Linked DNA regions of Mus musculus: all the other regions are linked to region 1. A link is a contact called in public Hi-C and HiChIP or PLAC-seq data. All regions are on one chromosome and are shown on one strand. The core of a region is the stretch at or near the end of the contact, and the rest is flanking DNA. Distances in the headings are between cores, read along the strand shown. Region 1 holds the start of Spdl1 (spindle apparatus coiled-coil protein 1). Region 2 overlaps Dock2 (dedicator of cyto-kinesis 2). Region 3 overlaps Slit3 (slit guidance ligand 3).

What was found. A called contact is a pair of places that touch in the nucleus more often than the background predicts. HiChIP or PLAC-seq counts read pairs in DNA pulled down with a chosen protein or histone mark.
Region 2: a contact with region 1 is called in an H3K4me3 HiChIP or PLAC-seq map of bone marrow-derived macrophages, with 6 times the contacts expected there. The contact joins the enhancer-like site here to the promoter of Spdl1 in region 1. A contact is called at or near these places in 8 of 39 promoter capture datasets (the C10 cell line, the HPC-7 cell line, embryonic stem cells and 3 more) and 1 of 115 datasets of contacts at active chromatin or transcription factors (bone marrow-derived macrophages).
Region 3: a contact with region 1 is called in a Hi-C map of double positive thymocytes, with 9 times the contacts expected there. The contact joins the enhancer-like site here to the promoter of Spdl1 in region 1. A contact is called at or near these places in 8 of 39 promoter capture datasets (the 3T3-L1 cell line, embryonic stem cells and liver), 4 of 484 Hi-C or Micro-C datasets (double positive thymocytes and uterus) and 2 of 115 datasets of contacts at active chromatin or transcription factors (bone marrow-derived macrophages and embryonic stem cells).

What each region holds. Positions count from the first base shown.
Region 1 is chr11:34,830,975-34,835,530 of GRCm38.p6, forward strand. It overlaps Spdl1 (spindle apparatus coiled-coil protein 1), which reads right to left and starts at 2,667. Exons shown (of 12, transcript NM_027411.2): 1 at 2,514-2,667.
Region 2 is chr11:34,387,984-34,392,838 of GRCm38.p6, forward strand. The region is part of intron 27 of Dock2 (dedicator of cyto-kinesis 2); the gene reads right to left. All of the region lies in intron 1 of Insyn2b (inhibitory synaptic factor family member 2B), which reads left to right. Among named protein-coding and RNA genes, the nearest start is that of Insyn2b, 76 kb to the left of the region's middle. Within about 2 kb of position 1,713, at least 33 of the 459 cell types and tissues checked have an H3K27ac peak or open chromatin away from gene starts, as enhancers often do. A contact at or near this core is called in the HPC-7 cell line and bone marrow-derived macrophages, where this site is marked.
Region 3 is chr11:35,323,791-35,328,404 of GRCm38.p6, forward strand. The region is part of intron 4 of Slit3 (slit guidance ligand 3); the gene reads left to right. It overlaps Gm46277 (a long non-coding RNA gene), which reads left to right. Exons shown (of 2, transcript XR_003949657.1): 2 at 1-4,614. Among named protein-coding and RNA genes, the nearest start is that of Gm46277, 38 kb to the left of the region's middle. Within about 2 kb of position 2,776, at least 30 of the 459 cell types and tissues checked have an H3K27ac peak or open chromatin away from gene starts, as enhancers often do. A contact at or near this core is called in double positive thymocytes, where this site is marked.

The DNA of each region.
Region 1 (4,556 bases), core at 1,417-3,916:
TATATGGTCAGCAGTACTGCCATAGAAAACCAAAAGGGTATTAGAATTTGATTTCTGAATTGCAGGACAATTCCTCTTATCAGTGACAGCACAGTAGGTAGTGAGAAATGGCGGAACTCTACAAAACTTGTGAAGGTCAAGTCAATACAATTTTCTGATAGGTGGATTCTGGGAGGTAAAAAGAAAAATGAATATAGCCTTCTGCCTAAGCAATTACTAGAATGGAGCTACCCTCGGCTGAGACACTGAGGTAAAAAAATGTTACAGGGAAGAAAGCAAGAATTCATATTTTCAGTATGACTTGAATATGCTGTACTAAAAATACAAATTTGGAGAGTGCCAACATTAAGTCCTTAAGATTCCTTATCACTAGAAGATGAGCAAAACTGCTGACAAGTCTCAGAACAGAAGGCTGCTATGAAGGAAAGACCGGAAGTATCCTCAGGTACTACTCAGGAAGTAAGTGGAAAGCATGTAATGTTTCTGGGAGCCAAAAAGACAAAATTCCTCCAGGAGGTGGAAAGAAACCATCACGGCAAATGATACTAAGGCAAATTAGATGAGAAACTGGAAACTGCAGGTCACTGGCCCAAGGTGGAGAAGTGAGGCAAAAGCCTGGTTAGGATAGGTTTGAGAGCCAGGCAGTGGTGGTGCACGCCTTTAATCCCAGCACTTGGGAGGCAGAGGCAGGTGGATTTCTGAGTTCAAGGCCAGCCTGGTCTACAGAGTGAGTTCCAGGACAGACAGGACTACACAGAGAAACCCTGTCTCAGAAAATCAAAACAAAACAAAACAAAATAGGATAGGTTTGAGAGAAAATAGTAGGCGATACACAGATGTGGCTAAATGACATAAAAATCAAAGTGGAGCTCCAAAGCCTAGTGTGCTAATCACTTTTCACCACAACTTCTCAAAAACCCAACCCGTATAAGGCATTTAAGTGTCAGCAAGTTCTGTGGATGAGCTAGCTATCTGAGCTCAAAGCTCACTTCCACATCCAACTGGCTACATCAATGTGAAAAAGTTTTGTGAGCATCTTGCTTCATCTATCTTAGAGATTCTATAAGATAAAAAGAGTAAAAGGAAACAAACAAACAAACAAAAACAAAAAAGCCGGGAGGTGGTGGCACACACCTTTAATCCCAGCACTCGGGAGGCAGAGGCAGGCAGATATCTGAGTTCGAGGCCAGCCTGGTCTACAAAGTGAGTTCCAGGACAGCCAGGGCTATTCAGAAAAACCTTGTCTCGAAAAACAAACAAAACAAAACAAAAACAAAAACAAAAAGAGTAAAAGGCATCTAACTAGATTAAGAACACATGAATTCTTACTAGGCATCAACAGAAATACCATGCCAGCCAAACGGATTTTAAACTTTTTTTTGGGGGGTGGGGGTAGTTACATTTTCACAAATAAGTACAAGTGAAAACATTTAACCCAAACATCCAAAATGTTACCACTGCAATCTGTAATCATTGAATAGATAAATAAACAAACCCAAGCAAAACTTTCAAGCCCAAAGTTCTCCTGCCTATAGGAGGCTCAGGGATAAAGATGGAGCAGAACCACTGAATGGCACAACTTGAAACCCATCCCATGAGAGAGAGCCAACCCCTGACACTATTAACGACCCCGTGCTATGTTTGCAGCCCTAACATAACTGTGTCTTGAGAGGCTTAACCCAGCAGCAGATGGAAGCAGAAGCAAAGGCCCATCAGGCATCAGGCAGGGCTCTGGGAGTCTCGTGAGGAAGAGTAGGGGATAGAATTGAGCAAGCTGAAGGGGTCAAGGCCACCACAGGAAGACATGCAAGTCAATCAACCTGGACCCATGGGGGCTCACTGAGGCTGAACCACCAACTAAGGAGGATGCAGGGGCTGGACCTAGGCCCCCTACGTATGTGTAGCAGATATGCAGCTTGGTCTTCCTGCAGGTCCCCTAACAATTGAAGCAGGGCTGTCTCTGACTCTGCTGCCTGCCATTGTACCCCTTACCCTACCTGGACCGCCTGGTTGGAACATGCTTATTTAACTCCGCTGGGATTTGATGTCCCAGGATGAGGTGGTACTGGGGGGGGGGGGGGACACGACTCCCCTTCTCTGAGAAAAGAGGGAGGGGTAGTAGTGGGGATAGGGATTGGGGGGCGGGACTGGGAGGAAAGTGGGGAGGGGGCTGCGATTGGGATATAATGTGAATAAAAGAAAAACAACAAAAAAAGTAAATAAGTAAAACATAAGCGAATGAGATGTTACAATGAGACTCCGTCCTGTGTGTCTGCTACATAATTGTAAGTTAATTCAGACTGCACCACTGGCTAAGGGTACTGGAGAATTCAAGACTCGGAGGTCCCAGACCACCCAGCACCGTATTTATCCTTCTGCAGTCAAACCCGCAGCGAAGCGGTCCGACCGAAGACTACACCGACCCGGAAGGCGGCTCCAGAGAACTCAGGTTCCTGAGAACAGGCGTTCCTCCCACCTCCTCCCGGTTCACCCTTCCCGACGCTCGCCCTTACCTCTCTCCTCACGCTTCCTGGCTGCTGCAACCGGAGGCCTGTCCGGAGAGCACTGGACTCCCAGATTCGTGACACTAACTCCACCTCAGCACAGAAATAACTCCCTCTTCACTCGGCAGCAGCACTGCTAAGTAAGCGCCGGGGATTTTTGAATACGGTTCCCGCGAGAACTCACGTTTCTCACGAGATGTCTTGTCCAATCCGCGCCTCCGGGGCAAACGAGTGGGGCGCCTTGCAGAGACTGCGCATGTGCATGCTCCGCGACTTGGGCTTTTGGGCGTTCCTGCTGCTTCGTTTTCTTAGAAGTGTCTGCTTTTAGTGAAGTGTGTTTCTCTGGTTTATTTATTTGTTGTCGTCTTTACCAACGCCAGTGTCGCCGGGTCGGAAGGTATTGTCAGCCCCTCGCTGGCCCGCCTGCAGTCGCCTTTAGGAGCTAAGGCGTTGAGTCTCACCAGGGCCAGCACAGTGCCACCTTCCACTGGGCTCGCCCCAGTTAGGACTGCGAACCACCCTGCCAGCCCTTGCACTTTGCGCAGAGGAAATTAAAGTCTCCTCCAAAGAAAACCTAAGTAATTCAAAATCACCGCAATAGGACTGCTATTGAGACGAACCCAGCTGGTTTTGCAGTACAGCTCGAGGGCATGCGTGTCTAAATAGAAATTCCTTGTAAACTTGCTTATTCTTTACACTTTTAAGCAATGGGAAATCTGGAGAGCTCTAGTAACTGGCACCTGGCATCATATCTTTTTTATCTATGGGCTTGGCTCTATGTCTTTTATCGTGGTTTACTGTGTTGAATCTTTGCCCTCTGTAGATGAAGGTGCCGAAGTGACACATTCCAAAAGTGAATCGGAAACTCCAGTCAGTAACATTCCCGTTTTGTTTTTCTTTATATAACAAAACGTCTGAGAAGGTTTTCACTATTCAGTTTCATCATCATCGTTATTATTTAGCTTTTTGAGACAGGGTCTCTATGTAGCCCTGACTGTCTTGGAACTCTCCCTGCAGACCGGACAAGCGATGAACTCACAGAGATCCTCCAGCCTCTGCCTCGGGAGTGCTGGGATTAGTTTGTTATATTGTACAGTAAATTGTCTCTTGACAAGATCACCAGCGTTTCTTTTTGTTTTTGTTTGTTTTATCATGAGGCCAATCCTGCACTGTACCCCAGTGATTTTTTACCTTCAGTGTCCAGTAGTCAGTGTTTATTTTTCCCCTTTCCTGCATTGCCTCCATTGAGTTTTAATATCTTGATGCTCCACACCCTTTGACTTTCTCACTTCATTTTCATTTGTAGACCGTTATTTCTGATGGAGCTAGACCAGACTTTAAAGGACTGAACTGTTTTAAGATAAACAACAATGATCCATCAAGCAGATATAATCACCACTGAGTTCTTCATTAAATGAAGCAAATTCCATTTCTTCTATCATTCTCAGATTCTTCAACTCAGGAGTCAGGAAGATAACCTCTATCGTTGGCCAGTCATGACTAGTTAATACCTGTAACTAAAATCTTTATGAATTCCTTGTTTTGTTCTTTGATTCAGAGAGAACATATTAAATCACATACTATCTCTCAGGTGCAGTGACATAGACCTTGGAAGGATGTGTGATTAAACGTACTATCAGGGAGTTGCTCACAACACAGTATATTATTTACATATATTTAATATTCTTGAGGCCTGTGCCCCCCAACATAGCTGTAGCCATTTTGTTCCATGCCTGCCAGCTCTTTCATACTGTTGCTGTGATATGCCTGCCACTCATTGGCACAGAAAAATAACTTGACTCAGAGCAAGGTCATGTTGATAACATATCTTGTTATGTTCTGTATGACAATTGTTAATCTTAAGAAATTCCACAAAGCTATAGGACCCATCAGATTAAATCAGTATGAACTGTTATGTCCAAAATAGCTTGAGTCAGAGCTGACCACTGAACAGCACTTCCAGCACCTGCACACGAGCTCATTGTGGCATTTTCCTTTATAAGCACACCCTGAGAAATGTTCGGAGTTGTAGCCTCGGCCGCCAGATTCTGA
Region 2 (4,855 bases), core at 463-2,962, 440 kb before region 1:
TAACACTATCACGTCTCACTGGAGACTGCTTCTCTAACTGTACTGTGGACCTTGGTGTATTTCATTATGAATAATAATTTTTAAAGTGATATAGAAGAAGCTTTAGACAGCCTTTCCTTGGCCTCTAAGGGGACCTTTCTGTAGTGAATTGTTTTTGTCAAAGATGTGAATCCACATTCAAGGGTGGAAGACATGTTCCCCTCAGAGACAAGAGGAAAAATGTATCTCCGTTCTCCTGGACAGTACAGTAAGCATCCTCCCATGGCACTGCCTTCCAAAGGAAGGTTTGCAAAAATGGGATGCTCCCTACCATGGGCTGGTGTTGGATCACCCCTGGGAGACATTTTGGCTTTTGCTGGAATTCCGTTTGACTGCTGAGGCCCTCAGTCTTCAGGCTGTAGTTCTCTGGAGACATCTAAGGGTGACCTTCCTCCCCACTCCTGGTCATCCCCTTTGTTCACACCTGAGTGACAGAACGTGCATTCCTTCATTTACTGTCTGTCGCTCTGGTCCTTCCTCAGATCTCCTCAAAACTTATCCTCTCAGAGTTTGGGTCTAAAAATCTTAGATCTGTGAAAATGTTTGTGATCTATATACTTAGGACAGTCGCTCTCAGACCTCAAGGTCACAAAAGAAGGGTGCTCTTCTTTATTGTGGAATACACTTCCCAGAACTGAGGGATGGCAAGGATGGTTCCCCTCTCAGTCGCCTTCCTAGGAAGATCAGAACAAATTCTATGCTTCTTTCCAACGTCACTTCTTACTTCCTAGCTCCAGTCATTCTAGTCATTTTGGGTTTTAATTTGTGTTTTCTTCTATGTCATCTTACATGTCCACTTCTGTGTCATCAATGCCCACACCCTCTGTGTCCTTTACAGATAGGAAGGAAACATCCCTTGGTTGCTTGTCTCCCACTGATCCTGAAGACAATGCCACCAAGAGTAGTGAAAATAGCCACCAAATTGTATTACGTGCTTCTGACCCGATGGGTACTTTTCTGAAGACTTTCTGGGTGTGACCCTTTGTTTAAAGCTCTCTGGTGGGTTCTGAAGAAATAGTCCTAGCCATGTATCAAGATGGGAAAATCAAAGCACATGGAGCTTAAGCGATTTACCCTCCAAAATGGATGTGGAATTCAGCAGGGCCAGCGTGGAATCCTAGGTAGTTGGTGCTCAGAACAAAGATTTCTGGTCTTCACCACCTAAACCCATAGACCTCTGTTGTACTTTAGGGGTACTTGGTAGTTCAGATGAAGCAAGTCATTCGCAGAAGATCTGGACACAAGAGAGTCTGCACCTCTCTCTTGAAAAGGCTGCTTTGAGTTGCTGGAGTTGCTGGAGTACTATCCGGCGTCCATGGTGTCTGGCTTCCCCACCAACTGTCCAAAGTGCTGGGGATCGTCTGCCAATTTCTATGTCCCTAGGTAGTCAGTGGGCTCAGATCAGCTCTGAAAACAGAGAAGCCACCCCCAGCCAACAGCCTAGCCGGAACTGTGGCAGGTAGCCACCACCTGGCTCAATGCAGAACCACTCATTTTAAAGTCCCTACCGAGGCAACACAAGTTGGGTAGGGCTAGGGGTGAGAGGAGACAAGGGACAATTCTTAGGCCAGAAAACAGGAAGAAAGGAAGCGAGCTAGCAGTCCTCACAACCTACTGTGTGCCAGACACTGCTTCTGGGAGCCAAATGAGGAAGCTAGGCCAACAGATATAAGCACTTGAGCCACTCTGCAAGGTTTGGTATGAGCACAGGACTTCCTCCTGAGGGACAAATCTCACCAAGTTAGTCAGAGGTTGTCACTCAAGGAGATAGGTTGTAAATAGGGTAATTGGTGTAACTAGAGATATAGAGGAAAGGTAAAGGCCTGTGGTTGCTGACTAGAGTGGCAAACATTGAAGGGCTACAAGCCTTGTATGTAATACTATTGCCCAAGATAGAGAGGAAGATCAAGGCATACCAGCAGATTGATATCCCACACACACCAGTCAGGGTAGAAGGCAGTCAGGTGGGTCTGGTTAGGATTGAGAAACACCTACCCTCCATTCCCAGATATGTCACCAGCATGTAGCCTTTCTCCTTCTCCTGTCCTTGGGGCTAACCTAGATTACTGACAGTAGCCACTGTCTGGCTTGCTCTGCTCACATGGCCTTCTTTTTGCAAGAAGACAGAGCAGGGGAGGGGGCAGGGGATGAGAGCTTAAAAAAAAAAACAAAACTCTTCAGTTTGACCCAAGCAGGACATCCTTGTTATTATGCAACCACCATGGACCCATCATGCAAGAGATAAAGAAGGGGCCGTGCCATCTGTGATTCACGTGAAAGACAGGTGGGGCTTCTCTTCTGAACTAGCACAGAGAACGTCTCACAGTGGCATGTCATTTCAGCTAGCAGAGAAGACTGCCTGCCAGGAGCCTGCCCCAGCACTGGTTCTCTCTGGAAGGGCAGAGAATGGGGAATGGGGGGTGATTGGGGTCATGCTGATAACAGATGGGGGTGCTGGAGACTGTGAGGGGGCGATTTATGGGGTCAATACTGCTGACAGAACAAAACTTAATTATCTGGGCCTGGCAAGAATGCCCAGCATGAAACTCTGCACTCTTTTAACTCTTAAGTGTAAGTTTAGACAGACAGACAGACAGACATTTGATAATTATTCCTGCTGGGAGCATCAGGTAACTAAGTAAGAAATTAATTGTTAGAGTTCCTGTCTGTATTGCCGTGGCCAGGTAAGAAGCTTGGACCCATTAACTCTTCATGAACTAGGAAGAAAAGAGAAGAAAAGACAGAAAATATTCTATGCAGGCAATATGCACACACACACACACACACACACACACACACACACACACACACACACACACAAAAGCCAGGTCTGACCACTTTTCTCATCAGCTCCACAAGTGTTCTTGCATGCATGCATACATACATACAAACATATCCATGGCAAACATGGCAAATATATAGACACACACACATTTGGTGGATGGATGGATTGAGCCCCAGAGCCACACTTTATTCCTTCTCTCTGGCCCTCTTATGCCTTCTTAGACAAAAGTTCTTTAGAACATTACCTTATAGATAAAATATTACATAAAAGGGGAGTTACAGAAGGATGCTGATATTAACTTCAAAGCAGCGTTTCATTATAAGTTCAAAGCTACAAATTCGCATGGTCTCACTTTATCAGAGTGCACACCTGTGGCTTCATCCTTGGATCTGACCTATAATGAATGTTTTTCCTTGATCACAAATTTGTCCCAGGCTTATTTGTCTTTTTAGTGTAATTGTGAACGCTCAGTGCATTCCTTATTATTCAGCCTTCATCTACTATCTTATGAAAAGTGGGTACACTCTATTCTTGATTCTAACTTTATTATATCCTTTTGGCAAAACAACTAAAATCATCTCTTAAAATATTCTTCCTAAAATTATTTGAATTAAACCAGGAATTCTATAACCGCATTAATTCATGGAAGTTAATCTTTATGTTGATCTGCAGGAAATCTGCCCAATAGGGTGGGCTAATACCCAGGAATCATTAGACTGTGTAATAGTGACAGGAAAAGGAGTATCAGTTGCAAGAAGCAATCCTGAGATGAAGTCTTTTGGGACTTTGCCTCTCAGTTCACTCATCTTAGGCCACGCCCCCCCAAAAAAGGTGGGCCACCACCAAGAAAGTCACCTTCTAGCCTTAACCTCTCCTAGATGGCTCCTGACAGAAGACTACTAAGGAATGAGAGAGGGGCGAGGGAGAGGGGAAAGAGAGAGGGGGAAGGGGGAAGGAAGGAAGGAAGGAAGGAAGGAAGGAAGGAAGGAAGGAAGGAAGGAAGGAAGGAAGGAAGGAAGGAAGGAAGGAAGGAAGCAGATCAAAAGAAGGCAGAGATATTCTTGGTTCCTCAGGAATCACAAGGCTAGGGATACCCATAGCAGTCCTCTCCTCTGACGCTTTATTTCCTTGCTGTTCTGACTGGTATTTGAGGTTAGCCAAAACTCTCAATACAGCTTTTCAGATTCAGGTCTAACACACACCAGTGAAATGAACAGCAGCCACTAAGTTCAGCATCTGCTCTGTGGCACATGTGATACAGGCACACTATTGGCCCTCTCAGAAACAAAGTGTGGCTCTTTAATGACACCAGAGCCCTGTGCTTCTGCCAACTGCTGGCTGCCCTGAGTTCTCTGTTCTTCTGGGATGAGCTCTGACCGTAAATTCCCCCCTTCCTTCCTCTTGTGAAAATTCCGCAGTGTAGGCAGGCATCCAGAGGAGAGAAGAATCATTGCAGTTCCTGGTAGCACTCTGCAGTATCACCGTGGATGGCACACTGCAGAATGCATGGCTGTTTGCTCTTACTCTCCACCAGGTATGCAGTGATATTCTGTCAGGGGAAGGGGTCCCTGCAGAGCCCAGTGCAGCCTTTCTGCTGATTCTTCAATGGGTACTCAGCTTCCTCCAGCTCCTACGGAAGTTCCCAGATCTAATCACATTTTGCATCTCTTGTGCTCCTGTCAGACATTTTGGTCATTTTTTTCCTCATCATTACAGTTTTCTCAGCTTCAAAATGGCACGGATGAGGCCTGGTTTGTAAGACCTTGAAGAAAGGCAGATGTGAGCCTCCTTTGAATGTTTTGAGAACATTATCAAACCTATTGAGGAGCAAGGGGTTTCAGGATTCAGTGCAAGGACTAAGATTTTAAATCGGCCCAAGTGCCTGTCAACATAGAAACAAAGGTTCTTTTGGACTGGGAGGTGTCATTTAGACAATGTGTAGGTGAGACTACGAAATGCAAACAAGACTAATTAATAAGGAAACAGTCCTAGGTCTCACAAAACCAAAGAAAATGGACCTGAGGTGTAGGA
Region 3 (4,614 bases), core at 1,526-4,025, 490 kb after region 1:
TTCGCACTTCTGGTCAGGCTGAGTACATGTCATGTGATCATTTTGAGAATGGATTTTCAGGCTCAGAGGGAAGAAAGACCTAGAGGGAAGTCTCTCTCTGGGGCTACATTCCAGAGCCAGTACCTTCAAGGCCCTGTAGCCTGAGAGGAGTCTGCTGATGAGTGTCAGAGCCTTTCCATAGAGCCATCCAAGAAGCCAGCAAATGTTAAGACCCTGTGACTGTCCTTCCAGGTCCTGTGCATATATGGAGGCCAGAAGAAGGTGTCAAATCCCTCTTAGCTGGAGTCACAAGCTTTGCAGGGTACCTGGCGTGTGATGTGGGTTCTAGGGTGGGACCCCTAGTCCTCACGATTATGCAGCAAGCAACTTTTAACCATCAAGCCATCTCTCCAGACCCTGGTTTTGTTTCTCTCTGTTTGTTTAGTTGTTGTTTATTGAACAAGGTTTTATTCCTTAGCCCAAGCTGGCCTTGAACTTGTAGCAACCCCCCTGCCTCTGCCTCGTTTAAGAGGTATGGTGGTATTTATTTTATTTATTTATTTACCATTTATGCTGGTATTACAAGCTTGACCTGCCTTACCCAGCTTCTTACATGTTTTCTTTGTAGCAAAATGAGGGGCTTGGCTAGTGAAGCCTCTAAGTTTTTGTTCGGTGGCCTTAACCATTATGGGGTGGGGGCAGGGCAGGGATGAACATTGATTGTAGCAGAGCCTCCTGCTTCAGAAGCTGCGGCTGGCAACGTACCTGCTGTGGGAGGGACTCCAACCTCTGAGGATGCTTTGGGCTTCTTCTGGAAGTAAGGTCTTGAGAGCTTTCAGATGTGGTAGGGCTGAGGCAGCTGGAGGGCAACGGCCTGAGAGCAAATTTGGAGAGAGAGCGAGGGCTCCAGGAAGCTGCACAGAACACCCTGCCATTTCTGCAGATTGTTTGACCCTGACCTTTATCCAGCTGAATTTTCACAGAAGGGACTTTCTGCAGACTGTCACTGCCCCAAAATCCAAGAAGTTGCCCCCCAATTGGTACTGGATAGATACTTGCCTAGTCTTCTGGGGTTCCTTTAAAGATGCCACTAGCTTGATAGAATGGGTGGCAGTGATGGGTTGGATGCCAGGGAGTTTCAGAGTCATATTAGTAACCATATCTCCGTATCATTAGATTTCACTTAGGCTTAAACAGGAGTTGGTGGAGTTGTTGTGGATCTGGGCATTGAAAAAACCTTTATACTCTGCAGATTATCTCTCAGTAGTGCAAGACCAGAGAAAGGAGAGAGAGAAAAAAACCAAAAAACCCTTTTGCCCTGTTTATTGTTGTTACTTGAAGTGGTGATTTCAGATGGGATTAATTGCCCATTGCAAAGGCTTGCATTTTATGGTCCAGGTCTCTTCTCACCCATTAGGTGAGAAGATGTTAAAGAACAAGCTGTAGGGGGTGCAGACAACCTCAAAGGCAGTGAGCTTGCTCCACAGAGATGCTGAGTGTGTGTGTGTGTGGTGTGTGTGTGTGTGTGTGTGTGTGTGTGTGTGTGTGTGTGTGTGTTTATGTGTGTGCGAGGCTCGAGAGCCCATCCAGGTGACCTGCCCTAGCTCCAAGTGACAGCTGGTGTTTGCCCAGGGTCCCAGGAAGCCTGGGTAGAAGTAGAAGTAAAGAAATCAAAGAACTGGGCTCGCAGGATAACTGGGCTCTCAGGAGAACCAGGGCTCTCCGTGGATGGCAATCCAGGAGAGTGGGTCTCCGAAGCCAGGAGAAATCCGATCTGTGTTGAGTTTGGAAACAGATCACAGCAGCCCAGAGTTGCTGGCTAGAGGTTAGCTGCTTCTGCTGGGCTCTCCAGTAACACAAGTAGGTGCAGCTGGGCAGGGGCAACAGAGAGAACTGGGCTCCTCCAACCAACAGGGAGCTTTTGTAAATACTAAAAAAAAAAAAAAAAGGACCTTTCCACCCAGGGGAGGCCAATTTAGCTGGCTTTCTTTCCAGTGCTTTACCCTAAAGAGGTCAGATTCGATGCCCTGGGCCCTGAGACAGAGGGCAGCCCTGCTCAGTCCAGAGCAACTTGATCTTGCACGTATGGAGGCCCAGCGATAAATACAGCTTCTGCTAATTTTGTAGAAGATGTGTGTGTGTGTGTGTGTGTGTGTGATTTCCCATTTGAAAATGGAAGCTCAGACCCAAGTTTTTGTTTCCCATGAATATCACTGGAGTCGAAGGCATGAGTGAGCAAAAGGCTGTGGGTTTGTAGATCCCACACTGGAACATGAAGGAGTCTCCCTTCACCTCCCCACACTTGAACAAGTGATGGAGGGACCCAGGGCTCTTTTCTTTGCTCACATTCCCATGAGCCCATTTCTGAGAAGTGTTGAATCTGGAAGATGTTCAGATTAGCCAGCTGATCTCCTGAAGTAAGGAAGAGCTAACCATGGAAGGTGGCTCTATACCTCAGGCAGGTATTTTAAAAGACCAATCTTGAGGTTTCCCTATGTCATTGCCCACCAGACTGGAAGATTCTGGGTCAGTGGGCCCCTGGGTGTCACCACTGGGGAAGAGCAGGATAGGTTTCAGAAGACTGTGGCAATTCAAATCCTGAGACTGTTATCCAGGCAGCATCTGTCCGGAGGCTTGTGGTAGCTGCAGCCTCAGACCCTGTTTGGGCTTCCCTGCTGAGCCTGAATTGAGTGCATATAGAAGGCTCATTAAACTCTGAACTGACAAACACGCATCCTGCAGAGGGGCCCTTTGAAGAGTAGGAGATCACAGGGACGATTTCCTGTTTGCCAGTTTGCTGCCTCAGATCTCACCATTTCTGCTCCTGTTAAGTTTTACTAAGGCTCTCAGATGGTACTCAGCACCCAGCACCTTTTGCTACAAGTGCTAAGCCTATGCAGGTGGCATTTCCTCTTTCTCAGCTACCTCACTGTGCAGGTGTGTGGTGGGGAGGGACAGGGTAAGTAGTAAAGCTTTGGGGGTGGGGTGGGGTAGGGTGGGGTCCCAGCTAGCCCAGAATCTTTCCCTTCAGCTCCATTCTATTGAGAATAGAGAGCCGTCCTTCCACTACTGTATACATGCTGCGTATGTGTCAAAGTTGGCAAGAATATTTGTCTGGCAATGCAGATACACCTAGAGCTGGTTCTCCTTGTCCTTGGCCTCTCTGTATTCATCAGCCATCTATGGGCTGCAGATATTGAAGAGGAGAGCTGTGTCTCTACTGAATATGTCCATGCTTTTCCTGTCATCATTCCCTAAGCATGCAGCATACAATTGTTACGTATGGAGTGTTAACTATCATAAATCATCCAGGTATCTCTTACAGTCTGCAGGAAGTCAGTGGCTTTCATACATTATACTGTTTCACAGAGGGAAAGTGAGTATCCTAGAACCAGCCACCCATGCATATCAAGGAAAGACTGTAATTAGATGTGGAATAAACCTTCTTGGTTGGTTTGGAACCCGTGATTGTCCTGTCCCTCCACTCGGGTGTCTGGTTGGGTCTCAAATAACACTGAAGGTCAGTACTTCTCATCAGCAGTTGAGGAAACCCAAGCTCCCATTTTTGGATGTTCTGTCAAGCCTTTAACACAATCAATATGTCTGATTCTCTGGTCCTTTTATTTGTTTTGGAGCAGTAAGAACAACTGCTAAATTCAAATTGTGCCTTTGGCCAGTGATGGGTTTATGGGTATGGTTTCACTACCAAGAGAGCTACTTACCTAGAGTTCCTGATGTAAGGTATTGTTGTAGTGGAAAACACCACCACATCTCTGTCACTATTACATGTTCATTTCATGGTTTTCAGGTTCTATACTGGACCAGTCTCTGACAAGGAGGAGTCACTGTGATTCTCTTAGTCGTGACAGTCATTTTTTTCTCTATCCTGTTGGCAGGATGGGTCAGAATGAGACCAAGTACACAAATGTTCTGTAGGCATTTGCCCTCGCTAGTAGAGTGATGGGTTTGCTGTCCTTCAGTGAACTGACTCAGTACTCTGAGAAATACGTGAGGCTTGCAGTGTTAAAGAACTGGTTTCTGTGGGACAGAGATAGCTCAGTAGAAAAGAGTACTTGCTGCTCAGAGCCTGACTCTCAGAACCCATGTTGGCTCAAAACCACCTGTAACTCCAACTCAGCAGGACATAGTGCTCTCTTGTGGCCTTGTGAACACACACACATACACACACACTAAAATGAGTCTTCAAAAATGCGGCCACTTCAACATCTTTTTTAACTGGATGCTTAACAGAAACAAAGGACAAAGGAAAACAGGAGAGCTAGAAAACATGAAGGTTGAACACTGACCATAGAAAACATTAGTTTGTTTTGCTGTCATGGCAACAAGCTCTGGTACCACAGTGAAGGACACTTACTGTGTTGTATAGCACACATTCCTTTGCCTCTCCCAGCTTTGTTTTGTTCATCTACAGAATGGATGCTGCTTGTGTTAAGGGAGTAATGGGGAGGTATCTGCCTCCTGTGCAGTCCTGTCAGTGGCAAAATATCTGGGGCCCTGGGCTCACAGCTTGCACCAATGTTGGCTTGGTGATGGGGTTAATCTGAGAAAATCCCTCAGCTCCTCTGAGCTCTATTTAATTTTCTCACGTGGACTGATAATGTTTCCTTGTCATTA